Regions from separate parts of the Gossypium arboreum genome. Here region 1 is linked to region 2. Evidence: chromatin contacts called from public Hi-C data. All regions are on one chromosome and are shown on one strand. Each heading gives the region's core, a stretch centred on a gene start, on an enhancer-like site or on the middle of the called end of the contact. The rest is flanking DNA. Distances are from core to core; before and after follow the strand shown.

Region 1 (5,627 bases), core at 2,804-5,303, 170 kb after region 2:
ACCATCTAAAATTGCATTTTATTTAATTATCAACATCCATGGTCAAGTTTGTGGAGTATATGGAATTATAAAATTAATTAAATATGTAAATAGACATTGAATTTGTTTTCTTTACAAATAAGGTAATCCGATGGTACTGATTTTAGCAGCACCTTTTTTTAAACTTTGCTGATCAGTTGAGATTTGACAGTTGTATGCTTTTACCAAATTAGTGAAAGTGTTAAAAGGTTTGGGCAATTTTAATGTGGAAATTTGCCTCTGCTCTCAACCACTTGTAGACACTAAGTTGGATCCAAACCCAAGTCATTATATTGAATGCCACGAGCACTTCTAACCTTTAATCATGGTTTCACCAGTATGGCTTTTTCTGTATAAGCATATCTATAATTGTGTTGACAGTTTTTTTTACTAAATGCAATTACTTGATGTGGCCCTCAGTAAAATTTTCATACATACTTTGACTATGATTGTTTTACCTTCGGCCTTTTATCTACGACATTATCTCAAAATCAATATCTTAATTGGACCTCAACCAATGAGGTCTAAGGTGGGGAATTCGTTGTCCAGTTACCTAGGTTAGCCTAAGCTCATAATTCAGCATAAAAAAAATACAGTAAATACTTTTCTTTGTATTTAATTACTCAATGAATGATGATACAAAAGAGATTGGGGAAATATTCTATTTATAGTTATAGCTGAATCCCCAACAACACATGAAATTTAAAGATTCAAGTCCATCTATAAGATAGGTTCTGATAGAATTATGAATAAATTATACTTGAGGTCACTAACTATTAGTAAGTTTACGTCTTGATCATTTAACTTCAAAAAGTTACTAAATAATCACTGAATTATTAACAAATTTTCATTTGATTCATCGGGATGTTAAAATCGTTGCTTTATCGCTTTCACTGTTCATACCGCTTACTCCAATTAGAAGTTCTCATTCCCTTTCTCATTTACAGTTCGAGTATTTTTCATGAAACATCTTTGAAAATCATGAATTTGTGAAGCAAAATCCAAACAACTTTCTACTCATTGATGGGTACTAGGCTATCATACCGATTGTCAAATCGTCGTTTGAAGCTTGCTAGTTGGACTTTTTAAAAAAAAAACATAATAGTCTAGTGACTTGAAAACTTTTAAATAGTTCAGCGGCTTAAATGAAAAGTTTTGAATAATTTAGTGTAATTTATCCTAAATTTAAATTGTTTATCAAGCTGATTTCCGGAAGTAATGGTAACTATAAGTTACTGGAGCATTTATTGAACGTTCAAGCTTCCTGTAGATGACTTTATAGAATATTTTAGGATTAAATCACTATTTGGGGTATGAATTTTGCAACAATTCTAATTTTGGAGTTTCAATTATGTTTTGGTCTAAGTTAGTTCTTAAACTTGGTAATTACTCTTATATTAGGGCCGGAACTAGATAAATTTTCCTATATTGGGGCTTGAATTTTTTTTAACTTATTCTCTAAACTTAGCAACTGTTCCCTAATTGGGGATGAACTTAGCTAATATTTCCACATCAGGCTTTGAATTTTAAGGTTTTAAGAAAATGTTAAGGATTAACTTGAAAGAAAAAACTTAAGCCCCAATGTGAAACCTTAATAAGACGGGAACAATTATTAAATTCAATGACTAACTAGAATCAAAAATAATTTAAACCTTAATATATGAATAATTACCAAATTCGAATAAAAAATATTTAATCTAATTATCTAATAATTAAATATATTTTAAAAAAATTAAAGGCTTTTTTAATGCATTTTAAAAATTTAAGTATCTAATTGAGTGAAAAGATATAAGGACTTAATTACATTTTCTGAAAAAAATTAAAGATTTTTTACGCCTTATACCATTTTTATTTTATGTGGAACTTGGTTTTGGGTGTATAAAAGTTTGTAAATCTACAAAGAATAGTTGGGCTTCATTTTCTTTTTAGCCCAAAACTCAAAGCCTAAAATTGAAACCCTCAAAAACCCTAAAATGAGAAATCAGTATATTTATTAGGTTAGACTGGCGGACTCCTAATTTTACCATCCTCACCGAAACAGAGCTCGGGTACTCTCATCTTCAGCCGCAGCCATGGTACTTCCCCGGGTTTGTTTTCCTTTATCTTCTGGGAATCCATTTTGGATCTACTTTTTCTTTCCATAAAAGTGTTTCAAAATGGAGTTTATCAAATAGGATAAAGATTCTATAAGAACATTTGGGTTGGGAGAATTGGGATGAAAAGTTTGGGATTTCGTTTTCATTTTCATTTTCCTTTTTCTGAGAAAATTTATGGTGAAATTATGTCTATTTGGCATTTAGCGTAGTCTTTCCCATCGATATGGTACTTAAGTTATTAGTTTTGTATTGTTTCCAAGACATCTCTTTTAAATATCTGTATTTTATACTATTTTGGTTAATCAATGATAACTTTAGGATGTTTCAAATCTGTTAGTTAATAAGGACTTCAGCATTGGGTTTCTCTTAGAAATCCTAATATGAAATTTGTCGATGAGGTTGCAAAGTTAGGGTAAATGTTGTTCGTGGCTGAGCTGTTTTTTTCTTTGTTGTCAATGAAGTGTAATCTATGTATTTATTGCAGAAAGGAGTTGATAAATTTATTACATTTGGATTTTATTTTGAGAATACGTGTGGCTTTGTATTATTTTAGGTGAACGTACCTAAGACGAAGAAGACCTACTGCAAGAGCAAGGAGTGCAGGAAGCACACTTTGCACAAGGTTACACAGTACAAGAAGGGCAAAGATAGTTTGGCTGCTCAAGGGAAGCGCCGTTACGATCGCAAACAATCAGGTTATGGTGGTCAGACCAAACCAGTGTTCCACAAGAAGGTAATTCCTCTTCCCTTGTCTTTTGTCTCTTGCTTGGTGATTAGTTATATAACCAAAATATCTAGAATTCTTATGCTGCATCTTCTGATACTAGTTAGTAAAGGATGTTTAGTTATTGCTATTTCTCGATACGCTGAGAGAGGATCTAATATCTTATTCTGCATCTTCTGGTACTAGTTAGTAAGGAGTGTTTAGTTAACTCATTTTGTCATTCTGATCATTGCTATTTCTCAAGACTCCTAGCATGTTATATAATATTAATGGCATTGTATGGTTTGAATAGGCCAAGACCACCAAGAAGATTGTGCTGAGGCTGCAATGCCAGGGTTGCAAGCATGTATCCCAACATCCAATCAAGGTTTGTGCATTGAGAAAAACCCTTTGTTGACCAATGTGTTTGCTTGATGAGCTAATGTGTTGGTGTTTGTGTCTTGTGTTGTTGCAGAGGTGCAAGCATTTTGAAATTGGTGGCGACAAGAAGGGGAAGGGAACATCTCTTTTCTAAATGGTGTTTATTTATTTCATGTCATGTCATGTTGTTGGGAACCTTTTAAGACAGTATGGAATTTTTGTTTTTCTAATGTAATGTTTTCCGAGGGATATGGTGTTCTTTAAGCACTTAATAGTTAATGGCATCGTTTGATCTCATTGTCGCCATTTGTTTTAAATACTGTATTTTAATTTAATTGTTTTTGGAACTTCAATAATCTTTGCTATATTTTTCATGAACGAGGAATTGAATTTAGCACTCTTGATCCATTTTAGCTCTGGAAATTGAAAGATAAATAAGATCTCAACGCAAAACAATCTGATTAATTAAGTAAAACAGTTGGATATTTTATTTCTTTTTGCGGAGTTAGATCTTTTTGGAATTTTTTCACATTAAAGTTTGATTATTTTTCGGTTTAATTAAATTTGACAATTTTTCTTGCATTAAAAGTTTGAACTTTTTTCTTTATCTTGAAAATTTTTCGGATTTGTACCATAATATTTTTAAAAATTTAAACTTTAATATGAAAATAACTATTAAGTTTATGATTTAGTATGAAAATAATTGACAAATTGAAGGATTAATTTGAATAAATAAAATTTAAGCCTCAAAACAGTTAAAGTTTCGCTTTTTTAATACTAGGATAGATTTATCCTTGGCATAGGGTTTTTGAGGGATCATCATAGATATTTAGTTTAGTTTTTATTTATTTATTTATTTAACCACAACTGTTGTTGTTGTTTATTTTTGGGTTTGAGATTAACTGGATTGGAATTGGTGAAGCTGTTTGAATAGTAAGTTGGAATTGGGTAATATTCAAGCATTGAGTAAATTATCCAGATATAAATACGCATATAATCCATTTATGAGCTGCTGGCTGCTGCAGTAGCATTCTTCTGATAAACAAAAACTGAGTGAATAGTTTGGTTGTGCTTACTATAGCAAGAGAAACCTATCTTAATTTGGGCATCGGTCCTTTGGCGTTTTCTAAAATCCCTAGCCCGATCTCCTGTGGAGGCAGCCATGAGGACCCTATTTTCAACCACCAAACGCCTCATTTCTTGCACTAGCGCCACCGCCGTGGCCACCCATTCCCGTTCCTTCAGCTTGATACCCATGGTGATCGAGCACTCTTCCCGCGGCGAGAGGGCTTACGACATTTTCTCTCGTCTCCTCAAGGAAAGGATCGTCTGCATCAATGGACCCATCAACGACGACACCGCCCACGTCGTTGTGGCTCAGCTCCTCTTCCTCGAATCCGAAAACCCATCCAAGCCTATCAACATGTACCTCAACTCCCCTGGCGGTCAAGTCACTGCAGGTCTTTCCTTTTTTCTCACTTTCCAATCTCCAATAATACCCATTTCTATCACAATTCTCCATAATATTTTTAGTGTTGTTCTTGGTACAGGTCTTGCAATTTATGATACGATGCAGTACATTAAGTCTCCAATCAACACAATCTGTTTGGGGCAAGCTGCATCCATGGCTTCTCTCCTTTTAGCTGCTGGAGCAAAGGGTGAAAGGCGGTCCCTCCCCAATGCCACCATCATGATTCACCAGCCTTCTGGTGGATACAGTGGGCAGGCTAAAGATATGACCATTCACACTAAGCAGATTGTTCGCGTTTGGGATTCATTGAATGCTTTGTATTGCAAGCATACAGGGCAATCAATTGATATAATTCAGAAGAATATGGATAGGGATTATTTTATGACCCCTGAAGAGGCTAAAGAGTTTGGGTTGATTGATGAAGTAATTGATCAAAGGCCAATGGCTTTGGTCACTGATGCTGTTGCTAATGAACCCAAAGATAGCAAAGACAGCAAAGATAAAGGCTCCAATTAGGATTAGAGGCAGTAAGCTCTTTCTTGATTAATTGTTACTGTTCTTCAATCTTATGGTTAACTCTCTTTTAGCTGTTGATTGATGTTATGCTTCTGGAATTAATTTCTGAGATTTAGGTAGCTTGCTAGCTAATATTTCAATCAGTACTTTCTTTTTTTGAGATCATATGCATCAAGTTTTGCTCGAAAACGTTTTTATTTGAGTAAGGGATGTGCACTTTATTGGAAAGTAGACATGACTGAGGATTATATCTATTGGTATTGGATGCATGGTCTTAATGCTTTAGCTTTGAGGCTATGTCGATGGTTGTCCTGTTTTAATTTCTCTGAATGTAGATAAGCTTCTATTTGCACAATAAGTTGGATTGGAAACAAAAATGAATGTTTGATGTCTCTAAATATAGGCATCACATTTCGTGGTCTCTAAATACCTTCAACATGAT
Region 2 (5,852 bases), core at 1,417-3,916:
AAGGTCTCTTTGTATTCTAAGCTTTCTTCTTCTTCTTCTTCTTCTTCTTCTTCTTCTTATTTATCACCTTTTCCCCCTTGTTTCTAAGTTAGCTTTTTGATCTCCATCTGGGTAATGATTGTAACTGAAATCCAACTTCAAAGAAAATGCAATCTACCTTTTAGCTAAACAACAAAATCCTTTCCATGAAGATATATATATATATATATATATTTACAAATGGTTTTCTTTTTCCTTTAATGAGCCCACAATGATGCTTACCAATTAACTTTAGGTATCAAATTGATAACAATGTGAAAAGAAAAGGAGAAGACAATGCAAATGGAGATTTGGGTTTCGATGTTTGAATGTTATGAATTTGTGTAGATTAATGGCATGCAAAGCTTAGTTTCTTTAAAAGTGAAGCGGGTAGCTTTTGTTTATGAGAAATGTCTTAAAACTTGTTTTTAATTCAGTATTGACAGTTCTCGGACCATATCTCAGCTGGGGTTTTCCTCTTGTGGATTTATTTCTTCCATGTGTAATGGGCAATACGGAACCACAACTTCACTGCACTACTATAAATGCTTCAGCACCAGCACTAATATCTCTTCCGTTCCTTTTGTCTTGTAATATAAGACCGTTTTACTTCGCCATTGAATAGGTTAGGGTCTGGGGTATGAGCCATCGGTTTTCATTTGGAACACCCCTCCCACCTTCACACTGCATATATTTCTCTTTCGAACCTTGTTTAATTGGACCATTATTTCTTTCCCAGTTCCATGTTCTCATTAATATACTAATGTAAAAAAAAGATCATTTGTGTGTATGATAAAATACATATTGTGTTGAGAAGCCATCAGATGTGTAGATTCTATAAGGATGCATGGTTGTTTTAAACTTAAACCGCCATTTAACGCCTTCAAGATGTGATTTTGTGATGATTTGGTATTAATGGGGGTTTTAACTAATTTGGGGCAAACAGTTAAAAAAGGAGGCAAAATATTAGTACTCTGAGGTAGAGGAATCTAAATACACCGGCATTTGACCTCTTCAAAGTTTAAAATTTTGTGTCTCTTGTCTACTTTCTTCTTTCTATTATTGATCCTTTGGTAAAAAAATAAAAAAATAAAAAATCTTCTGCATCTCTTTCAATTTCAACTTTACTAAAAACAATTGTGGGGCATTCTTTCCAATCAAAATTGATTTGGATCCATTTCTAATGGCAGTACTGGTTTTGTATGGAAGCAAGTAAAATGCGATGAAATGAAACGGCCATATTTGCCTTCACTTGAAGAATTTTTCCATAAAAAAAAAAAAATCAAATTCTGATCATGGTCTACCCCATGATTCAATTCAAAGAAGATAAAATGGTGAAGGGGCATCGGGGTTTTGTCTTCAATGCTTAAATTAGTACCAATGTAAAAGATGAATCACGAGAGAGATCATTTTGGGTCATTTACTTGGCTCGGAGCTATTAGGCTTATTTTTCTCTACCCAAGATTTTTACAAGAAGAGAAGAAGCTTCGGCTGGTGTTAGATGATGTTATTTTGCCATTTTGGGGTTTCTCTACTATATATTAAAAAAAAAACAAAAAAACCCACAAGATATAAAAACCTGATACTTGTCCATTGTTTAAAATGTAATTCAGAGAGCAGTAAAAAGGAATTGGTGAGAGGTTTGAGAAAGAGGAATGAGTTAATAAAAAATGAGGAAAGAGATGTGGTTAAGTAAGTGTCAAATTGTTTAATGTGAAGCTAACAAATGTCTTGCATGCATTTTATTCATCCATTTTATCAAAGCTTTTGAAACTGAGAAATAGGGAATTTACAACCACACCTGATAAGGACCTGTGTTCAAAGCATTTTGCATTCCAGGTAATCTATCCATAACTTCTTATGCTTACCCATCAAACCTGTGTATCCTTTATTTACTACCAACTTCATCCAGGGAAATCCTCAAAATCTAGACTTTCTACTTTCCTTTCACTCATCCCTTTTTTTTTTTTAGAATTTGTTTTCAGCGCTTCTGAATCTCAACTCTAACAATGTATAATTACTGAATATCAGCAAGCTGTGAATTGCGGGTGATCCTACTAGTATGATCAAATAAGAAAAAAAGTCTAGATTTTTATAAATTTAAATTTAGAATAATATGATACTCTCACATATATCAAATATACATTTTTGATTAATTAATTGTTAAAAAAATAGAGAAAATAATAGTTTAGATTCACCTACACTGCTACAATCCACTTTAAAGAAAATGGACGTAGAGGTTAGAGGTGTTGATGGTCTGGATTTAAGCATACTTGACCATAAATAAAAATATTATCAACTTGGAAAATTGAGTCGGAGCTCAATCTGAATTGAAACACAACCCCTCTTCAATTTTGTGCCAACTTAGCCCAGCAATAAGAGTCTAATTGAGGCCGAAACTCTTGGCCCAAAGCTTTGCTTCTACGTCGTAGGGTGATTAATGGAGCCAACTCATGAATCCTAGTGAAATTTGGTTCAAAATTTTCAACCTCCCTCCCAGCTCCAAAATCCAAAAATGTTGGGAATAAAAGAAAAGCAAAGGCGCGCTTCTAAGCTGGCGCCAAAATATCGAAACCCCATTTTCCATTTCCCTCTATTTTTTTGCCTTTTCTGCTACTATTAATTGTTTCCCCCTCCCCAAACAACCCATCGAAATCGCATTCTCCATTTATTGGTTCCCTTCAATCAAGAAACTCCTCTTTCGTTCTTTGTGAGTGTTACAGTGAAAAACAAAGATAATGGCAGGCGGGTCCAAATCCAATCCACCAAAGCCTAGGAAGAGAGTCGACGCTGCTTCAGCCCCTGCCCCTGCCCCTGCCTCCTCTCTTGTTCGCGCTAAAGATGGCAGTGCTTTTGCCAAATGGTAATCTCATTCTCTCTTGTTCTATGTTTTTTATTCTGATTTCCTTTCTGGGTATTTTCACATCTTTGTATATTCATTACTAAATTTTCTTTGTTTCGTTTCACACCCTGAAATTGCAGTGATGAGTGTAACAAAACCGTACCCATGGCTCTTATCAATATGCATAGCTGTAGCCTTGAAGCTAAAATCAAAATGAATTTGGGTTAGCCTCTTCGTTTCCAAGTCTAATTAATATAACTTAAATTAGGTTACTGGTGGTGGGAATTTTTCATAATTAGTTTTACTTTATTTTTATTTTCTAATTTAGAGTCTCAAGTTATAGAGAAGCCTGCTGAAGCCAAGAAGAAGCCTGCAGAAAGGTATTGTTTACTTTCATCGGCCTTCCTTGGGGAGTTTGTTCTTCACTTTTGGTTTACTTATATGTTTCCGATGAATTTTCAGGAAGAAGCCTCCCGCAACAACAGAGTCAAATCCTAAAAAGCCGAAGAAGTTGAAGAAGGGAAAAGATCCCAATGCCCCCAAACGCCCTCCCACCGCCTTCTTCTTGTTCATGTAATGACTCTTTGTTTACCCTCTTTTTGTTCACGAGTTAGTTCCATGTGGCCTTTAATTAACGGGATTTCTCTTTTTCCTTTCCAGGGACGACTTTAGGAAATCTTACAAGGAAGCGAACCCAGATGCAAAGGGTGTTACAGGGGTACTCATTTCTCACCATGGTTGAATATTATTATTTTTTCAATTTTATTATTAAATAATGGTAAGTTTATAACGTTTCTGTGATGAAATTTAGGTTGCAAAGGAAGGTGGTGAGAAATGGAAATCTATGTCAGAAGAAGTAAGTTGTTAATATTCATTATTATGATTATAAATTGGTTATAGATTAAAAACTGAGTTTGCTAATGAACTTGACTTCAATCAGGAAAAGAAGTGTTACGTGGATAAAGCAGCTGAGCTGAAAGCAGAGTATGAAAAGGCAATGGAGGAGGCTAAGAATGCTGACCATCAAAATGAGGAAGTAAGGCTTCATTCACCCTTCTCCTCAAACCATTTGGTGCTCTGTTTCTTACGTTTACCCATTTGTTGCGAATTGTGACAATATGCCTAACCTCTCATTTGGATTTTTTTTATTAGGAGGAAGGAGGTTCAGACAAGGAAACCCCTGCTGCTGAAAAGGCAACAGAGGAGGAAGTGTTGGATGATTACTAGTTGAAGGCATAGTTCTTTTCGAGTTCCCCCAAGAATTTGTTCTTATTTTGCCCGGGGGTTTGGGAGGGAGTGTAAATTTTTCATTCAATTTTTGGAGCTAATGTTTTCTGGTAGGTGTCTAGATGCGTTGGAGAATCAGCTTGACTTGTCTCTTCTCCAATCAAGTTATTATTTTTGTCTTGTTTGATATGTGAATGCTGAAGCAGTTTCTCCTGTAATGCTTATGACTTGTCAGTAATGATAACGAAATATGATCTTTAAAGGTGGCCTTCCATCTACATTGTTGAAGATAGGTTCTTTCATGGTATTTGATTGTGGAAATGCAATGGTAATGCAAGTTGGTAAAATTAGACCTTTGAATTGGTGCATTAACGTAGTGTACATGAACAATAAACAATGTTCCTTAATTAATGTTATTAAATGAAATTGAGTTGAATGTGGGGGAAAAATGAACTGCTTTAGTCGGAAAATGAAGTTGGACCATGGAACTTTTCCACCATTGATTAAGGTTTGGCCAGTTGGCCCTAAAACTTTTAGGGATGGCGTTAAATATGTGGTTCCTAGAAGTAACCAGCATGTGGAGTTTAAAGAGATATGCAGTTTTGAAACATCCTCTCCATGAAGATGGTTTATTTTTGTAGTGACATTCAAGATTTTGGCTTTTGAAAGCAGGAAGAACAGGGGTAGCTGTAAGGCAATGGAAACAGTCCTAGAATGGAACAAATAACCTTGAAAACATCCATGCTTTGAGTTGCTCCAAGCTGCTCCCGGTGCCCCGCTCGTATCAACATTTGCCTTTTTGCTTCCCTTTCAAGTCAACATACGTTCTCTAAGGAAAAAAAATGGTCATAGCAATTCGAAGACCCTATAGCTCAGTGGTAGAGCGTCAGTCTTGTAAACTGAAGGTCTGTAGTTCGATCCTGCATGGGGGCAAATTTTTTATAACATCATCAAAGTTACATAGCTCGGGTAGGTAGAGGTGAGAGATATGCCAACCATTTTTAACGTAATAGTATTGAATCGTTAAACGGTTGATGACTTTAGTTGTGATCTAAGCAAAAAAAAAAAAAAACAAAGAACTTTAAAGGACGAAAATGAAAAAAAAAAAAAAGATTTATGGACATTGATTTTAGACTCTTATTTTTGGACAAAGGATGAATAGATTATCAAAGTGCAGGTTATTACAACTAAATTCCAGAATTAGGCGTGACCCGTTACTGATTTTCCGCTATCAAAATTTTTCATTTTAGATCGAATTTTAAAAATTAATATATTTAACTTTTAATATTTATAAAATTTGTGAATGAGTTTTCTAATTTTAAAATTTTCAAAAGAATATTTAAAAGTTCTCATTTTAATATTTTTAACATACTTCTAAAATCTTTTAAATAAGAAGAATATTTAACACTATATATATTGTGTTCATTTTAAAACTAATATCACCTTTGTGAATATGGTAAAAAATTCAGATTGACTTAAATCATATTTTAAATTAATATTATATTATTTAATTAAATCCCTTTAAAACTAGTACAAAACAATTATTTTTATTAATTTTAAAATATATAAAGATTTAATCTTGGAGTAGAGAAAATAATATAATGTGAAATCTTTTATGAAATGAAAAATTTTAAAAAGTTTTTCATTTCAGCCTTGGATATATCATCAAAAACTTCAAAACTTGGATAGTCCAAGGACGTCGGTCAAACAATCAAAGTCTCAACCAAATCTAGTCCATGAATTGAAAATACAAACTGAATTGAAC

What was found. Hi-C and Micro-C count contacts between places; a contact is called where the count stands out from the background.
Region 1: a contact with region 2 is called in a Hi-C map of leaf, with 5 times the contacts expected there. The contact joins the promoter of LOC108476855 here to the promoter of LOC108477080 in region 2. A contact is called at or near these places in 2 of 5 Hi-C or Micro-C datasets (both in leaf).

The regions. Positions count from the first base shown.
Region 1 is chr12:96,193,124-96,198,750 of ASM2569848v2, forward strand. LOC108476855 (ATP-dependent Clp protease proteolytic subunit 2, mitochondrial) reads left to right here and starts at 4,054. Exons shown (of 2, transcript XM_017779217.2): 1 at 4,054-4,658; 2 at 4,749-5,413. The coding sequence starts at 4,361. The coding sequence ends at 5,185. It overlaps LOC108478075 (60S ribosomal protein L44), which reads left to right and starts at 1,934. Exons shown (of 4, transcript XM_053023581.1): 1 at 1,934-2,093; 2 at 2,668-2,847; 3 at 3,131-3,205; 4 at 3,293-3,554. The coding sequence starts at 2,091. The coding sequence ends at 3,352.
Region 2 is chr12:96,028,423-96,034,274 of ASM2569848v2, forward strand. LOC108477080 (high mobility group B protein 7) reads left to right here and starts at 2,667. Exons shown (of 8, transcript XM_017779522.2): 1 at 2,667-2,881; 2 at 3,001-3,083; 3 at 3,189-3,240; 4 at 3,323-3,433; 5 at 3,521-3,578; 6 at 3,672-3,716; 7 at 3,801-3,896; 8 at 4,013-4,349. The coding sequence starts at 2,757. The coding sequence ends at 4,087. LOC128285687 reads left to right here. Exons shown (of 2, transcript XM_053023570.1): 2 at 456-816. The coding sequence ends at 643. TRNAT-UGU (transfer RNA threonine (anticodon UGU)) reads left to right here and starts at 4,949; the gene lies at 4,949-5,020.